3 separate regions of the Mus musculus genome follow, and all the other regions are linked to region 1. Evidence: chromatin contacts called from public Hi-C and Micro-C data. All regions are on one chromosome and are shown on one strand. The core of a region is the stretch at or near the end of the contact, and the rest is flanking DNA. Distances in the headings are between cores, read along the strand shown.

What was found. Hi-C and Micro-C count contacts between places; a contact is called where the count stands out from the background.
Region 2: a contact with region 1 is called in a Hi-C map of uterus, with 7 times the contacts expected there. The contact joins two enhancer-like sites. A contact is called at or near these places in 1 of 15 datasets of contacts at CTCF or cohesin (the NIH/3T3 cell line), 5 of 484 Hi-C or Micro-C datasets (CD4 T cells and uterus) and 3 of 115 datasets of contacts at active chromatin or transcription factors (embryonic stem cells, microglia and oligodendrocyte precursor cells).
Region 3: a Micro-C map of muscle stem cells shows a contact between it and region 1, with 3 times the contacts expected there. The contact joins two enhancer-like sites. A contact is called at or near these places in 3 of 39 promoter capture datasets (the 3T3-L1 cell line, embryonic stem cells and liver), 1 of 15 datasets of contacts at CTCF or cohesin (the NIH/3T3 cell line), 4 of 484 Hi-C or Micro-C datasets (muscle stem cells, myocytes and uterus) and 2 of 9 other capture datasets (adipose tissue and liver).

Annotation. Positions count from the first base shown.
Region 1 is chr3:79,807,230-79,810,573 of GRCm38.p6, reverse strand. No RefSeq gene overlaps it. Among named protein-coding and RNA genes, the nearest start is that of Gm26420, 26 kb to the left of the region's middle. Within about 2 kb of position 1,608, at least 50 of the 459 cell types and tissues checked have an H3K27ac peak or open chromatin away from gene starts, as enhancers often do. A contact at or near this core is called in muscle stem cells and uterus, where this site is marked.
Region 2 is chr3:79,703,833-79,707,176 of GRCm38.p6, reverse strand. Rxfp1 (relaxin/insulin-like family peptide receptor 1) reads left to right here. Exons shown (of 18, transcript NM_212452.2): 2 at 1,465-1,602. Among named protein-coding and RNA genes, the nearest start is that of Rxfp1, 32 kb to the left of the region's middle. Within about 2 kb of position 1,631, at least 15 of the 459 cell types and tissues checked have an H3K27ac peak or open chromatin away from gene starts, as enhancers often do. A contact at or near this core is called in uterus, where this site is marked.
Region 3 is chr3:79,725,021-79,728,364 of GRCm38.p6, reverse strand. All of the region lies in intron 1 of Rxfp1 (relaxin/insulin-like family peptide receptor 1), which reads left to right. Among named protein-coding and RNA genes, the nearest start is that of Rxfp1, 11 kb to the left of the region's middle. Within about 2 kb of position 1,519, at least 4 of the 459 cell types and tissues checked have an H3K27ac peak or open chromatin away from gene starts, as enhancers often do. A contact at or near this core is called in muscle stem cells, where this site is marked.

The DNA of each region.
Region 1 (3,344 bases), core at 359-2,858:
CAATTTCTTGGCATCTGTTAACTCACACACGATGATACAGTGTATGAAAGCTGTTCTAATGGGAGATCTTTAAGTCCTCTCTAGTCATCACAGAGCAATAGTAGGCCAGCAAGTTGACTCAAGAGAGTAAATTAGATGCTTGCTGCCAAACCTGACAGCCTGAGTTGGACCCTGCGACTCGCACAGAAGAGGGATTGGACTAGAGAAAGCATACAACGATTCGTGCACTGTTAAGAATGGTACATACATTCATGTCCATAAATAATGGGAAAGATAAACAAATTGCAATATGCTTGCCAACTATGATGGAATAACAAAAACAAGAAATAAGCCACCAACACAGGCATGGAAGTGTTTTATCTTGAAAACTATTAGACAAGATGGGAGGAAAAAGAAAGAACCTCTCATGCTTATCAGACTGCGCATCGTTCTCTCATGTAAACTACAAGGAGTCAACTGGGGAGCTAAATTGATGGCTTAGCACTGGCTGATCCTCCAAAGGTCCTGAGTTAAACTCCCAGCACACACACAGATGCTAACAACGGTCTATAACTGTAGTCTCATGGGATTTGGTGCCTTTTTCTGGTGTACAGACATACATACAGGAAAAACACGCTCATATACATAAATAAGGCAAGGACTCGATAAATGGCTCAGGGGTTAAGAGCACTGACTGCTTTTCCAGAGGTCACAAGCTCAATTCGCAGCAACCACGTGGGGGCTCACAACCGTCTGTAATGGGATCTGATGCCCTCTTCTGGTGTGTCTGAAGATAGCGACAGTGGACTCACATGCATAAAATAAATCTTTTTTTAAATAAATAAATAAATAAATCTTTTTTTAAGTCAGATTTTCTACTTGATTCTCTTATTTGCTGCTCACTAAATTCCATGTGTGTTATTCTCCTGAGGATCAAATAGGCATCTGCTGACAAGATGTCCTAGCCCTCAAGAGGACAGCTTGGGTCTCAGCCTAATAGAATTATCCATGTCTTCCTTGGAGTCACTGCCAAAGATGAAAAAGCTTATAAAACTAGAGCTCCTCTAAGATGAGACTTTCAACTTTAATGACTGGAAAATTCAATCAAATGCTTAAAGTCAGTTATTCTCATAACATCAGGAACCTGATTGCACAACTTTAATCTTTGAGGACTAGTAATCATTCATATGGAAAAATGCAGTTTCACACTTGGCCACCAGAGGGGAGTGTGTGCCTGCTTGATAATTTGGGATCAGCTCAGAAACCGCACACATCCTCTGCCAGCCCCATCTCTCTCCTGAAACTATCCTCACCATCTCTCTCCTGCAACTATCCTCGTTCACATATATGACCCGTGGATGACTGTACCAAGAGCGTTCATGTGTGAAATCACTACTGTTTCATTTATGTCCCAGCTGTGCCTCTAACTCTCCATCTGTCTCTCAATGGTGTTTTTCATTGTCCTTTTATTGGTGTTTGGACTTCATCATGTAGTTTCCTATAAGGTGGAAACATCACAAATAAACTTGTGTTAGAAGTATGGAAGCGCAGAGTGTGTCCTTGTCGAATGCCACCAACAGCTGGGGCACAGCTACGCCACACCGTTCCCTGATCACATGGCAGTGACTCTCCACTGACTCATCAGGCTGCACAGCCTCGGTTCTCTCAGAGATGCACTAGTAATTCTTTAGCCTAATTAGACATTTCAGGTCACAGAGACCTGGAACTATTTGCCCTGTTATTTTTGAAGGCCTTTTTCCAATCAGAGCCTGAAATGTTTCCCCAGTGGGCTCATTAAGTCAAGCACTTGCTGTAACTACACGACCAGTGAATGTGGAATCTTACAGACTTAACTCTCCCTGGCAGACTGGTCTGAGAAGGTATGTCACCGTCCCTCTCTCCTGGGTATGGAATTATACTGGGCAAAGGTGATGTGCGGCCATGAGACTGTGTTTGTTTCGGTTCTGAAACACCTAGTGGAAAATCACAACACAAGACAGAAAGTTGGAGATGGCTGAAATCTCATCACAAGGCAAGATGCTTTGCAGAACTGCCTCCTTTACAGGCTTAGAGACATGCCCTGCCTTGCATTGGGGCACTTTATTCTTCCACACTCCCAAAGCTTAAAAGTAATATTCCCTGTGTAGCGAGCGTCTTGGCAATATATCTGTTCACCTCAACATAAGAGAGGGACATATTTCTTAACTCTGAGGTGAGGGAACATCAAATCAGTCTCACTGGATTCCAGCAGTTGTGTGTGCATCCTGTGGGGAGGTGGGAAACACAGGGAAGTTTCATATTGGATGCTTGCACGGCAGAGAGACTTTCTGTGAGCAGCAGACCACACACGCCTCCTGATTTCTTGTAAGTGTATCCGTTTTCAATGACTGATGCAACAATTGTAGATGTCCAATCACCTATGATTAACCTTAATATTGCATAGTGCTGTTTTGTTTTGTTTTGTTTTGTTTTGTTTTGTTTTGTTTTGTTGGGTTTTTTTTCCAGAGCAGATATTGTTCCAAGGCTACAGAGCCAATATAATTTTCTCAGCTTGTGTGCAGTCTTCCCTGGCTCCCTTCCTTAGCTCCCTAACTCTGTTCATCCAAGAACACACTTCGAGAAGCCCATCAAGGGGCCCCATTCCTAGGCAACACCCTTGCCTACAAGAACACACAAACAAAAACTGCTCTATTTATGGGTTGGGGTTCAAAACTCTCACGAAGAAAACTCTTCCAAGAATGAGAGTTTGACCTTTTCTGCAGGATTCTTATGGTGCCTATCAGTTCTGTCTGGGCTGAACATCAATTTCATTAAATTAGGTTTGCATATGGTTTCAACAGACAAGTTTGTCTTCAAAACAACAGCAAAGATACAAGGAAAAATTAAATACCACTTATTATCTTCCAATAACTCAATTTCTATTTTCTCATACAGTCTTAGAGACTGTTTTTAGTATTTCCCTACCAAAATTGAAGGACATCATTAATATCTTTGTGTTTATCTTACACACTTGATGTGAATGTTCACAATACGTGCTTAGACATGGTGAGAGAGGTACACATTGAAAGTTTGGATTGATGCTGTCAAAATGCTCCACAAAAACATTGTAACTAAGTTTGAGCCCTTCTTTTTTTAAATTTTTTTCTTAGATATTTTCTTCATTTACATTTCAAATGCTATCCCAAAAGTCCCCTATACCCTCCCCTCCGCCATGCTCCCCAACCCACCCACTCCCACTTCTTGGCCCTGGCATTCCCCTGTACTGGGGCATATAAAGTTTGCAAGACCAAGGGGCCTCTCTTCCCAATGATGGCCGACTAGGCCATCTTCTGCTCCATATGCAGCTAGAGACACGAGCTCTGGGG
Region 2 (3,344 bases), core at 382-2,881, 100 kb after region 1:
TCACCACAGACTCCTCAGAGGTGGCTGAGAGCCCACTCTCACCCTTTGAGATCTATGACCATACTCCAGTGGCCAAAAACAATGTTAGGAAAGCGCAGGCCCTCCCTAGCTTGAAGGGGCCGGGTCCACCTTCCGTTTCTCTTGCATTTTGAACAAAGACCAACGTCTTCTCCCTTGTCTGCTTCCCCAGCCTCAGCTTAGGCCACACATGTGCCCACTGTGCTCCGCAGGACCTGTTAAGTTATCTGATCCTCAGCCTAAACATGCTCACCTCCACACACACCCATGCTCATCTTCCCCCACATCCCTACCTCCTCTTGCTGCCCAGGTTCTTCTCTTTGTTTTCCCCTCCGTTTAGTCAGACCCGGTTCTCAGAAGCCCACCTTACAGATCCCAGCAGTTATGCCACGAGAGCTCAGGTTTCATTTCTTGGTGCGCCTCATTTGGGAATCACTTATTGACTTATTCAGTTGTGTCCTTACAATGGAGAACAGCCCTTGCCAGGACGGCAGCTGGGAGTTAGCCAATGCCCGGCACAGTCTTGCCAGGGCCTCACACTTAGGAACATCCGATACACAAATGAGCAGGTGGCGCTTGCTTCTCCATGCCCTCAAACCAGAGCAGCCTTGATTCTGAGGCCATGGGAAAGACACAGTAAATGCTTGATTTAAAAAAACAAAATGTCTTAGGGTTTTACTGCTGTGAACAGACATCCTGATCAAAGCAACTCTTATAAGGACAGCATTTAATTGGGGCTGGCTGACAGGTTCAGAGGTTCAATCCATTATCATCAAGGCAGGAACATGGCAGCATTCAGGCAGGCATAGTACAGGAGGAGCTGAGAGTTCTACATCTTCATCTGAAGGCTGCTAGCAGAATACTGGCTTCCAGACAGCAAGGATAAAGGTCTTAAAGCCCAAACCCACAGTGACACACCTACTCCAACAGGGCCACACCTTCTAATAGTGTTACTTACTCTCTGGGCTGAGCATATACAAACCATCACACAAAACAAAAACAAACAAACAAACAAACAAACAAAACAACTGAAAGGTTTCTATAGAAGAGAGGAATAGAACTGGAGTTAAATGAACATGCGTTCATTAAAGGGGAAGCTAAGAAAACCTTCCCAGAGTTGGGAGCTGGGAACAAAGTTTAGTGATAGACTACTTGTCCAGCATGAAGTAGGTCATAGGTTCAATCCTCACCACTTTGTCACTCGAAGGAGGGTGAGGACAGTGGACTAAGAAATAGGAGTTGGTAAGAGAACCCTAGGAAAAGAAGCTGGTAAGAGCTCCCTCGTGAGGCAGAGGCACTGGAAAGCAGCTATGGGCCCTGGTGATAGCGATGCCATGTTTCTACACTAACCAGATCAGGGACAAACGTGTGGGAGCATTGATGGGGCCTACTTTGGGTGCTACATTACCCTTTCCAACTGTCGTATTTCTCTCCCTCTGCCCCCAGTCACTCTCGGAAGTGCACAGGATGTCAGTTGTCCCCTCGGCTCCTTCCCCTGTGGGAACATGAGCAGGTGCCTGCCTCAGCTGCTTCACTGCAATGGTGTGGACGACTGCGGGAACCGAGCTGATGAGGACCACTGCGGTGAGTGAGGGGGCTGAGCCCCAGGCAGCAGGGCCTGGCTGCTCTAACCAGACCAAGACTGGAATTCAGCGCTCGCTCGCTCGTGTTGGCACACAGCTGATTTGCCTCAGGATCTACTCGTTTTGGTTTTGTCTGTTTGTTGTTTTGAAGTAAGGTCTACCGTAAAGCCCAGGCTGGTCTGAGCTCACTGAGAAACTCAAACCTCTAAGATGTCCAAGTATGTGGTGGTGTTGTCTCTCCAGGCTAGAGCAGCCTGGAAGGCTCAGGAAGAGCAGCAGAATTTCATCACCATCTGTAGAGTCAGGTGATAAAAACTCAGAACTTGAGTTATTTCTGACTCCCGTTGTTCTCATTTCCTTGGCCAGCTGTGGGTTGTTTGGGTTTTTTTTTTTCTTTTTCTTCTTTTTTGAGTATCTTTATGCTCCCAGGGCTGCTCATTATTAAGACATCCATATGTAAATTCTTGCTAATGCTAATTAAATTAAACCAGAAATTTGGCCTTTTCAGAATATACAAACTTCATGCATATTTGAAGAAGCCATATTAAATATATTTCCAACTGTATAAAATAAAATATATTAGACTATCTAAATGAGATGACTATGCAGTAACTTTTAAAATGATCATTGGCAGTTAAAAGTATATCGTCAAATAAAACATCTTTTTTTTTAGTGGGAGAGAAAGTTTTTCCTTAAGAAAAATTCAAGGTAAAGCTTAACTCAAAACTCCAGCATGCAGGAAGCAGAGGCAGACAGGTCTTTGTGAGCTGGGATCCAGTACGGTCTGTAATTTTAATGGCTGACTAAAACTGTCCCGTTAACAAGATCCAGAATCATCTGGGAGGCAAACCTCTGGGAACAGCTGTGAGGGGGTTTCTAGATGGGGTTAATTGGGGTGAGATCACGTATCCTAAACGTGTAAAGCCCCTTCCTGTGTCTAAATTCGAGACCAGCCTGGACTACAGAGTGAGACAGCCAGGGCTATACAGAGAAACCCTGTCTCAGAAAAAAAAAGGGGTGGGGGAGTGAGATGTATATACAGGACGATCTCTCCCCTAAACATAATTACAATACGACCAGCTGCTCAGACTCCTGCTACACCAAGTTTGGATTGTACCCTCAAATTGTGAGCCAAAAGAAACCCGTCCTTCTTTAATCACTTGTGTTAGACATTTTGTCATAGCAATGAACGTTAAAGGTAACTAATACAGGCTCTAGAGAGATTGGCTTAGTAATTAAGCACACTTGCTGCTCTCCCAGAGGACCAGAGTTTGAGCCTAGCACCTACACCAGAGTCTAAAAACTGCCTGTATTTCCAGCTACAGGAAATCTGCTTTTCTTTCTTGGCCTACATGCACACACATAATTTTTTAAAGTAACTAATACAGAAAATAGGTGCCAGGGAGTGGCATCTTTGCTGTGATTAACATGGCCATGGTTTACAGGTTTTTAAAACTGTTTTGTGGGAGGAATGTGGGACAGTCTGCAGGTGCAGGATTAGGACGTCCTGGGCCACAGTGAGCAGAGTTTAAGTGGCCATTCTTATGGGAAGTTGAAAGATCAGAATGCCAAGGGAAAGACGAACATTGGAGACCCAGCTCCTGAAGTTTTTTGAAAGGACAAGGCTAGAAGTCGTTTTGAAAGAGATTCTGACTTCATTCTGCCTGCGTCCCGACCTTAACTCTGATCAAACCTCTAAGATGTCTGGGTATGTGATGCTGTCTGTCTGTCCATGGCAGAGTG
Region 3 (3,344 bases), core at 270-2,769, 82 kb after region 1:
CAGGGGCCTGGTGTCCAGAAGCGTGGCAAAATGCCTACTGTCCCTTGCAGGGTCACCTGTAGGGTCACTGGGGTTTCAAACCTAGCTCAACCAGAAACCGGGCTGCCTTTCACAGTCCCACAGGGGGCCAAGCATCCAATATATATAATCTTATGGAGACCATTCTCATTCAAATCACCACAGTTGTCCAAAACTGGCTCCCTTTGCTTTATCTTTGTTTACAGCTACCTGCTTTGCATGTAAATTTTATTTTCAATTCCCATTCCCCCGTTTCTGCGTCAGTTTTACTTTGGTATTGTGTGGATTACAATGTCAGGAAGACCTTGGGAGGAGGCATTATTTCACGGGCTCACGTGTTCAGGTGGTTCAGCCCATAGGTGCTTGGTCCCCTGTGCTTGGACGGGATACCATAGGAATGGGACTGTGTATCAGAGCTGCTTCATCGCATCCTTTCAGTCAGCAAGCAGAGATTTAAAAGACTGAATTCCCAGGATAAACTTCAAAGTTCTCCTGTGACATACTTCCTCCAGCCCTGCCTCCCAACACTTCAACAGCCTCCCCCAATAATACCAACACCTGAGGACCAAGCCTCTAAAACACAAACCCAGGGAAGGGCGTTTCATATTGACACCATAAAGAAAACAACATGTGCATTTTATATGCTTTTTCCTTTTTTCTAACAATACTATTCACAGTATTATAAAAATAAAATAGCAAAATACAGAAATGTTACTCTAAATATAGAAAAATCCTAATGGCCAAGGTTTATTAACTTTATTATACAATTTTTTCCAATGAAGTCCCTAAAGCAGTAAGATGCGCAATCCATAATTGGAAGGAGCAAAGAATGATCTGATATGGTAATCTCCTTTCGCTTGGAAGCTGAGCTCTCTGATTAGTCACCGAGGAATGTATTCTACTTTAACATTTGCACTGGGGAAATCACAGCAAGTTTTTAATATGAGTTTTAATATTCTTTATTCTATGTACTTAAGTACACAGACGTGCTAGGTCAATGTCACTGCACTTTGGTTGTTGGTGTGAACTATCGACCTTACTAAAGTTGTAGTACAGCCAGATACATTATTGAAGTTCTAGTTAAAGGACAACGCAAGTAATCTTTAGTTAAACCATGGAAGGTAGTTTAGCCTTGTCTCTCCTAATGCAAGACACAGTTTCAGAGAGATATGTGAACTTGTATAGGTCAAAGGCTCACAAAAATCCTCAGAGTTGAACTCCGAATTCCCAAGTTGGGTGTTTCTTTCTGTTCACCATGCTAACCCCAAAGCCATGCTGTCCAGTTATATGCATGATCTGTCTTTTGTTCGGCCAGTACTCCTGTTCCCATATACAGATGAGCAAGCTGATCCAGCCAGCTTCAGTCAGTTCAGATCTGCCAGGTATTACTCCCCCAGAAGGAGGAGGACGCTACACGAATAGCAGTGGTATAGCATTTTCAAAGTTTCCGGGACAGGGAGGGGCACGGCAGATGTAGGAGATGACAAGTGGCTTATGAAAGGCTGAAACACAAGCTTGAAGAAAGCGGGAGAGGATTGTCGCATACCAGATCGTGAAGGCCTCTGACCACCACGCTCCGGAATTTGGACTGCAGTAAATATTTGAAACAGAAGGTTTTCACAGAATGGTATCAGGAAATGTTTGCCTTAGGAAGTGGCTCTTGTGAGTGAAGAGAAAAATGGGCTAGAATGGGAAGCCCTTACAGACTCCTTGAAAGAGGCATGGCGGCTTCACTGAGTCACTGGAAAAGTAGATCAACCTACTCGTTTGCTGGTCTTACATTTTCGTAGGGCCTCTTTATGTTTTTAATGTATTTTCCTCCTGTAAGAGCGGGATGTAATTGGCCTTGAAAGCTGAAGCTGCACCATTCGAAATGTGCCAGGAACACTCTCACTCTGCACAGTTTTTAATTTCCATAAAAGCTGTATAACTGTAATCATGCGAACTAATTTGTTTGAAGGAAATCTTCAAAATAAAAAAAGGCATCATATAATTCTTACAAGAAATTAATAATGTAGCCAAAGTCTATCTGAAAACAACCTTTTTGTGAATACAGCATACGTTATATGACATTGACTATAGCTTCTGATGTGACTGGACAAAAATACAGATTCATTAGAAGATGTCTGAGCTGCTTCGATATGTTTATGAAGATTAGGGTCTCGCCTTCAGCTGAACCAAGCCATGCTCCTCTAGTGGGTAAACTGCTTGCTGATATGAATGAAAGACACACTTGCAAATTGTGTGCAGGATCTCAAAATGACACAACCAGTAATAAAGTTCACACAGGCAGGCTAAGGAAATTTCCTAAATGGGGAATACACCATTTTACCATTTCTTATAAATAGTACATAACTGTCGTAGCTACTTTTCTTTTTCTGTGTTAAAATACCATGGCATTCCAGAGGATTAGAGTCCATGATGGTGGAGCAAACACAGCAGGTGGCTGGCAGATGGGGCAGCAGTTGAGAGCTCTCATCTCACTCCAACAGGAAGCAGAGAGAGCTAACTGGAAATGGCTGGAGTCCTTTGAAACCTCAAAGCCCACTGTCTTTGTTACCTTTCTACTGTCGTGAGACACTGTGACCAAGGCAACTTATAAAAGGGTTTATTGGGGCTTGCAGTTTCAGAAGATGAACCCAGGAACATCAAGACCAGGAAGATGGCCAAGAATGAGCAGGCACGGTGCTGGAGCACTAGCCGAGGGCCTAATCCTCAAACACAAGCTTGAGGCAGAGATGGAAAGAGGAGAAGAGGGGTGGAGAGAGAGGGAGATAGAGAGAGTACGTACAAGCTGTCTGGGGAGTATGTGGGCTTTTGAAACCTAAAGGTCCACACTTGGTGGCACACATCAAGGCCATAGCCCCTAATTCTTCCCAAACAGTTCTACCAACTAGGGTGAAACTATTCAAATATATGACCCTATGAAAACCATTCTCTTTCAAACCACCACACCCACCCACAGTAACACATTTTCTTTGCCAGCAAGGCCATACCTCTGAATCCTCCCTGAACAACCAACAACTAGGGATCATGAGCCTTGAATACTGAGACCAGGGCATATCTCATAACCACAAGTACTACTCTAATTTATAGGAACCACGCTAATCCAGAAAAACTGTGTTTTGTTCCCTTGATGTTCTTAACTCTAAAATCCAGTCCCTCTGGGATTTTTAGCCATCGTTTGATGACAGCCACAACTGTGGTGAAGCCATGACTGGCTTTATTCAAAAGCTCATCAGAATTTAAAATACTTCATTTTTATCTCTTTTCCACCCTTATCTTCCCTTTACTCATCCTCCATGAATACTACAGAGAACTTCACA